2 separate regions of the Sus scrofa genome follow, and region 1 is linked to region 2. Evidence: chromatin contacts called from public Hi-C data. All regions are on one chromosome and are shown on one strand. Each heading gives the region's core, a stretch centred on a gene start, on an enhancer-like site or on the middle of the called end of the contact. The rest is flanking DNA. Distances are from core to core; before and after follow the strand shown.

The links. Hi-C and Micro-C count contacts between places; a contact is called where the count stands out from the background.
Region 1: a contact with region 2 is called in a Hi-C map of skeletal muscle, with 4 times the contacts expected there. The contact joins the enhancer-like site here to the promoter of LOXL4 in region 2. A contact is called at or near these places in 1 of 5 promoter capture datasets (liver), 11 of 47 Hi-C or Micro-C datasets (embryonic fibroblasts, epiblast stem cells, heart right ventricle and 4 more) and 1 of 2 datasets of contacts at active chromatin or transcription factors (skeletal muscle).

The regions. Positions count from the first base shown.
Region 1 is chr14:109,636,880-109,640,494 of Sscrofa11.1, forward strand. No RefSeq gene overlaps it. Among named protein-coding and RNA genes, the nearest start is that of LOXL4, 45 kb to the left of the region's middle. Within about 2 kb of position 2,117, at least 43 of the 83 cell types and tissues checked have an H3K27ac peak or open chromatin away from gene starts, as enhancers often do. A contact at or near this core is called in liver, omental adipose tissue and skeletal muscle, where this site is marked.
Region 2 is chr14:109,591,752-109,595,190 of Sscrofa11.1, forward strand. It overlaps LOXL4 (lysyl oxidase homolog 4), which reads right to left and starts at 1,657. Exons shown (of 15, transcript XM_021074444.1): 1 at 1,485-1,657.

The sequences.
Region 1 (3,615 bases), core at 867-3,366, 46 kb after region 2:
AAATGCTTCCGCTTGAGTAGAGGGCCTCTGCGAGCTGGGCTTCCCCAGCTAGGGATCCTGTCTAGGCTTCTGAGTTGTGCGTGCATAACTTTGCTGTTTGTGGGGTCCACGTTCCTGAGCGCTTCCTTTGCATTGGGAATAACTGTCAGTTAAAGGTTTGCATTTTCCCCTCCGCAAGGGCCCTCCCCAACCTTCAGGCTGAACCTGTCTCTGTAACTTACTCAAGAGTTTGGAAGTGTGACGGGGAGGGGATTAACATTGCAGGAGGGCCTGATGGGTGCCAGGTTCTCATTAAATCCCCCGTGTGAGCCTGGGAAGTAATCACGCAGGTTTCAGAGGAGAAATGGGGTCTGAAACCTGCCCAGGGCCACACACCAGGAAAGGGAGCTGCTGTCTTGAGCTTGCGTGGCGCTGACGGCCTTTCTCTCGCCTCTACATTTAAGGGTTTGGGGAGTTCCAGTCGTGGCACAGCAGAAACGAATCTGACTAGGAACCATGAAGTTGCGGGTTCGATCTCTGGTTTGGCTCAGTGGGTTAAGGATCCGGCGTTGCCATGAACTGTGGTGTAGGTCGCAGACGCAGCTCAGATCTGGCGTAGCTGTGGCTGTGGTGTAGGCCCCTGGCCAGGAAACCTCCATATGTCACGGGTGCGGCCCTAGAAAGACAAAAAAAACTTAAATAAATAAATAAATAAATAAAATTAAGGGGTTGATATCTCAGAGAGGAGTTCTCGGAAACCAGCAACATCCTGGCTGTGTTTAATCTAAACTGTATTTAATTGAGGCAAAAGTAGAAAGTGTTCCAAGAAATCAGAGACACTTGAGAGCATTCAAATCTGTTTCAGGAATTCCAAGGACAGCGTCCTTGGAAAGCTGCTGACAAACAGCTTTAGAATTAAAGGGCTTTAGGAGTCAATTCAATTCAACAAACTTTTATTACAGCTACTGTGGGCCCGCTGCTGTGCCAGGCGCTTTGAGGAAGCAAAGATGAATACGGCAGGTCTCGGGAGGGGGACAGAGGGAGCAGAGTCCTCGGGTGAGGGTCTTCAAAGGTGTTTGGGGAGCATGGCGTTCTGGATCTTTCTCTTGCAGCTCATCCCCATCAGCATTTTCAAAGGCTTGAGAAGGAAGGACATGGATTTAACTTTCTTTAGTCCAGAATTTCCCAAACCTGTTTGGCAACGGAGCCCCCCGCTCCGATGCCTCTGGTGAATTATTTATTAACGTCCTCAGAATATTCCATGGAACACATCGCGGGACACCTGCGGCAGCTTCAAGGTGGGGCTGAGAGGAGAATGAATGTGTTCTCTTCTTTTAAAATAAACCAGAAGTTTCCATCTTTGGGGGCTATCAGTCTTTTCTCTTTGCAGCATATGTGTCTGCTGAGGCTTGGGTGCAGCCTTGGCTGCCTTCTTAAAAGGATGTCTTTTGAAATTGAGGGATTACTCAGGGCTTTGAGGCTTTTAGCTAAAGGGATCTCTTGGGTCAGCAAACAAGTGTTTGGGGAACACAGTTCGGCCACAGCTTTCATAACGTATCCCCACAGGGGACTGACGCAGCCTGCATTTGAATCAGGAGAACATGTTGCAAAACAACTAAGGAGGAGCCATCTGCCTCCAGCTGCGGGGGAGGGGGGGGTTCGTCCACAGGGCTCCACTCTCATCTATATTGAGGTCACTCTGCCTCTGGCCAGAATCCAAGCATTTATTTGCAGGATAAAAATAGGCGGGCAACTGTTTCCAGCAGGTCAACACCCTTGGCCTTGTAACAGTGGCCTCTTCTCGGGGATGACACGTAGCAGAGCTGTTTACTCAGCAGAGCCCAGGCAAAGACGTGACGTAGCTGCCTAGGGATGTACCAGAATTAAGTGCCTTCATGGGTGTGGTGCCATGTTTCCCCGGGTGGGGACCTAGCCTGGCACTGGGGAAAGGGGCTGTCCTCCGGGGGTCCTGCAGGCTTGGCCCTGCCTTGGGCCTGTCGTGTGATCTTCCTGAGCCTGGGGTTCTTCTGTCCAACCGGGATTATCCCTACCCTGGCATGGGTAGCCTTGAAGGGCCCCCACCCCAGGTGTCTGTCATTATGCCTGGATTGCCAAGAAGAGAGAATGTATGTGGAAATGTTTTACAAACTGTAAAGTGCTGAACCGTAGAAAATAAAAGCTAAGCTTGACTGAGTGCTCACTATTTGCCAGGGTCTGTTCTAAATGAGTTACGTGCGTGATCTCATTTAAGCCTCACAAGAGCCCTAAGAGATATTCCCATTTTACAGGTGAGGAAACTGAGACTCAGAGAGGTTACGTCACTAGCTTAAGATTTCGTTTCATGAAGCTGGGGTTCTCATCCAGGGGTGTCTGTGCAGAGCCCCAGACTTCAGTTCCTGAATCTTTGCCGGGGCCTCTCTTTGGGTGTGGGGGGCAGGGATCTGAGGGTTAAGGGCTATCATACTTGTTTCTCATTTTTTTGGATCGGGCACCCCAGAGTGAGGAGCAGGGAGGGGGGGGCCTTTTCACTCGGGCCCTGCAGGTGACAGTACTTCCCTACTTCCTGCTGACGAGGTGGGGGGCACTGCCTCTTACGCTGCTGGGCGGTAACTGGTTATAGGAACGTCGAGCAAGCCCTTTGTCTTGTTGAATCCTCACAACAGCTGCGAAAAGGAGCACGGAACTCCCGGTTTGCAGCTGGGAAGACGGAGGCGCAGAGGAAACCTATGCAGTCACGTGGATGGAGCGCTTTAGCTCTTGAGCCCAAACCAGGATGCCGGCTCCAGGGCCTGTGCGTCTAACCACCACTCTGTATAAAGCTGCTGTTTCAGACCCACTGACGGACCCAAGGGGAAAGCCCAGCCTGTTGCTAACCCGACCTGGAGAGAACCAGGTGGGGCCCTTCACGTATTGATACTTCATTAATCTGCACAATTAAGGTAGGTCTTACTGTCCTGCATTGACCGATGAGGGAATTTAGAGACTTGTCCAAGGCCACCAGCTAGGAGGAAGCAGCAGGCCTGCCTGGCTCCAGAGCCCACCCTGTCTGTCTCTCTACATCTTGGTCACCCTTAGAAGCCCTCTGCTCTCTGAGGCTCTGAGTCCTTGAAGATCCAGGCAAGATGTGTCCTTCTCTATGGGACATTCAGGAGACCTGGCCTCTGCTCACCCTGACTTTATGCCTCTTTGCTTGGCAGCCCAGACCCGGGGGGGGGGAGGGGATAGGGGATGGGGGGAGAGGGAGGGGGAGGGGCAAGGAGGAGAAGGAAGAGGAAGAGGGGGGTGAACCAAATCACTTGCCTTCCACCTGTGAAGCCACACCCACAAGAGTGGCAGCAGAAAATTGAAGTTTCTTTTTCCTGCATCCTCTGGACATTTCACTGTGGAGAGCCCTGACCGGCTCTTGTCCCCGACAGTCACACACTCTCGCTGGTGCCTCATGGCACGACAGAAGGCCCAGGCCCAGGGTTTTGCTGCAGAGATCAGGGCGCCCAGATCCGAGACATGGTTGGAAGCCTGGGCTGCAGAGTCACCCACCATGCAGAGCTGATGGAGCTGGGGACGGGTGCTCGCGGAGGCTGTGCCTGAGCAAAAAGCAGGGGAGGCCAGAAGCCAGTGTTCACTCATTTCCCCACT
Region 2 (3,439 bases), core at 407-2,906:
ATCACACCTGCCTTGTCACTTTCCCCAAACATATCCTTCAATTCCCAGCCTCCAAGCCCCCTGCTCTCGCTGTTTCTGCTACTTGGAGGAACCTCTCCCTCTGTCTCACATTGTTAAATTTCTATACATCTTTTCCACATTCAGCTCAAATGCTCCCCATTCCATTAAGCCCCTCCCACCCTGCCCAGACCCCCACTGTCCTAGCACTCGGTGTGTTTGCCTCCTGTCCCCACAACCCAGTGGCGTGTCTCCCTGCATCTGTTCCCCCAGCGCTGAGCACAGAGAAGAGGACCAGGCTGAGACACCACCCTTAGAGAATGGAACAGCCTCAAGAGTGGCTGTTCTTCTAAGTGAAAGAGAAAGGGGCAGCGTGAGGGGAAAGAAGGCTGAGGAGGACGAAGGTTAGTAATAATAATTTCATCATTAAACTTAATTATTATTATACGTTAAAAATGTATTGAATCCTTATCTCCACTTGACAGAGGAGGAGATGAGGCTCCATGAATCTAAGTGACTTGCCCGGACGGGATGCAAGCCCAGGCAGCCTGGCAACAGAGCCAGGCTCTCTGTCACGAGCGAGATGGACGTGGAGGAAGAGGGGGAAGAAGGAAGGGAGGCAGCGAAATGAATGAAATTCCACCCTGTTGCTGGTTGATTTATGACCCAGCCATGGTGGGAGGGCCCTGGAGTGGGTGCCAGCGCTGAGTGCCACCAAGAGACGGAGCCAGGATCCTGTCAGCTTGAAGTAGAAAGGCACCTGATCCAGGTGCTGCTGGAGACACCTGGCCTGAACTGGCCCGGCTATGGAGACTGGAAACACCCAAGGTTATTCAGGAGAGAGGGTTGGGGCCGCTGTCCTGGTGGGCACCAGCCCGGGCAGTCACTCACAGCCACTTCCCTCCAGCTCTTTGGGGAGGGGATGGGACTCCCCACTCAGCCCTGATTTCCTCCCTGGGACCTGGATTGTGAGGACCTAAAACAGTGCCAGCAAAGGGGCTCTGGGCGGCACCTGTCCAGAACAGGACATGCACAGGTCGAAGCCCTCTGCCCACTCTCCATTGGCTGCCCCCCAATCACCCTCTACCCCCAGCATACTCAGATTTGGTCTGTTTCCCCAGAGAGCCCAGCTCCAGCCCGCCTCTTTGTCCTCTAAGTCACAAGAGTGACATCTGAACCCACCTACCCCTTCCCCTGCCTCCTACCCTGGGTGAGAAGGTAAGAGAAATGGTTACACGCAGCGTGTGTTCACAAACAAGACACGCAGGCACCCCGAGGCCGCGCCGCACCACCCTGGGCGGGCCTTGGGCCAAGCTCTCCAGCTTGGTAACTTCCAGTGGAAGCAGTTTGGTGAGCGACCAGGGGGCTAGGCTAACGTCCATGGGACCCCCATCTCTCCCCTTCCCAGCCTTCAGGAATCCTCAGAGACTTGCAGACCTTCAGAGAGACAGAAGTCGGACAGACACACAGGACAGCAAGAGACAGACCTGGCCAGGGGCCAGACAGGGGCTCACCAGCTGGAGCGCGGACGGTGCGGGGCTGGGGCTGGGGCTCAGCGGCCGAGCAGCGCTAACGGGCCTCCTGGAGCGCCCTGGGGCCCTTTTATCCGGCTGAGGCCCGCGGGCGCCCACCACCCCTCCCGCCCGCCCGCCGCGGAGGAGGCCCGCAGGCCCCGCCCCCGGGCGGACCTGGACTCGGCGGGCGCCCCGCCCGATGGGCCCCTGCGAGGGCTGGTGCCCACCCCACCGCCGACCCGCGCGGCCCCGGGTGCCCTGGGGCCCACCCGCAGCCCGCGGGCCGGGGAGGTGCGAGGAGGGGGGAGAGCGAAGTTGCGGGAGTCGAGGGTGCAGCTGTTTTCCGTGCAGGGAACTGCGCGCTGCAGCAGGAGGGACTGTGGGAGGATCGGAGTTCCCGGGAAAGGGCTGTGGCTCAGCGCCAGCGGGCTGCGTTTGCCCGGCGGGCCGCGTGCAGCTGTGGCCTCCCCTGTTGGAGGAGGCGCAGTTTCCTCCCCTGCAAAAGAGTTGACCTGGGGGTTACATTCAGCCAGTCCCCAAGTTGTGCAGCCCTACGCGTGGGAGCGCCTCACCGTCTTAGGGTCCGAGTCCCACCAGTTTGGTTACTTAGGACATCGCAGACTCTCTTCTGCTGGGGGGGGAGGCAGGCGTTGCGGGGGGCTCTGCTCAAACGAGGTCAGGATGGTGGGGTGCAGGTTTTTGGAGTAATAGCTGGTCCTCTCCGTGGTCCTGGTCCCTCGAAGTTTATTGTGGGCTGCGGGGGCGTGAGGCCTCTGTTCTGCCCATTGTACAGTTGGGAACACTGAGCCCCAAGCCGTGGGACTTGCTCCCCAACGTAATAAATCATAAACGAGAGTACTGAACTCCTCCCTACAATCCCTTACAGAGTTGATTGAGGCAGCCCTGACCCTTGACAGGCTCGTGGGGGGAAGGGTATGGGGGGGGGCGGTTCCAGGGGGAGACTGTGGAATAAGACAAAACAGGAAAAGCTGACAGAGTGGAGTCCGGTGAGCTAAGCTGAGAACCCAGGTGCCTGGATCTCAGCCCCTTTCCTCCAAATTCTTTGCCCCCTGTCCTGGTCCCTCCCAGTGCCTCAGTGCCCCTTCTGTAAAATGTGCAGAGTCCCAGCCTCCCAGCTTCCTTTCTAGGCCCAGATCAGTGCAGTCTGATGCCCCCTTTCCCCCACCTTGCCTGAGTGTGTTCCAAAGGCTCATTCATTCAGCAAACCTTTATTGATTTTCTCTTACTTGCTAGACAGGGGGCTAGAGTGCTAGACAGTGCAGCCGGCTGGATGGGAAGAGCTTCCCAGTCTGGTGGGGGAGGCAGAGGAGTAAACAAACACCACTACAAGGCAGAACCGTGATAAAGGCCAGGGTGGCAAGGTGGACATTTTTGATTCCTGGGTGACTGCCAGGTCACATTGACCCGGCCACCGGAGGACTACTGTTCACCCCTGGCCGCCCATGTCCCAGATGTCCCCCCAGTGGCCCTGCCCCGCCCCAAATGGGGCCAGAGCATTCCCTGTGATGAATCAACAGGAAAGAATGCTCCCAGCCTTGGGTCAGTGGCAGCAGCCGTGGCCCAGCCCCTCCCCCAGGGACAATGAGGCAGCTGTGGGCTGGGGTGCCAGGTATGCCTCGGCCCCCTCCCCATACCCAGCCACCTCTCATGCTGAGCCAGGAACAACACGGGAAGCTCGGAAAACATGGGCTTCATCTGCTGCCAATCACCCGCCCAGGCTTGGCCGCCAGAACTAAAAATACCCTGGAGGCCAGGGGCTGGCCTGGGCTAGAGCCCAGGGAATGAATGGATGTTGCCCGGAAGTCCTTTAACCTGCAAGGCTCTGGGCAGAGGCCGAGGAGCAGTGGAAGCAGGGACTTCCCAGGGAGGGGGTGGGGGGTCACTACTGTGAGCCCCTCCTTGAGAAG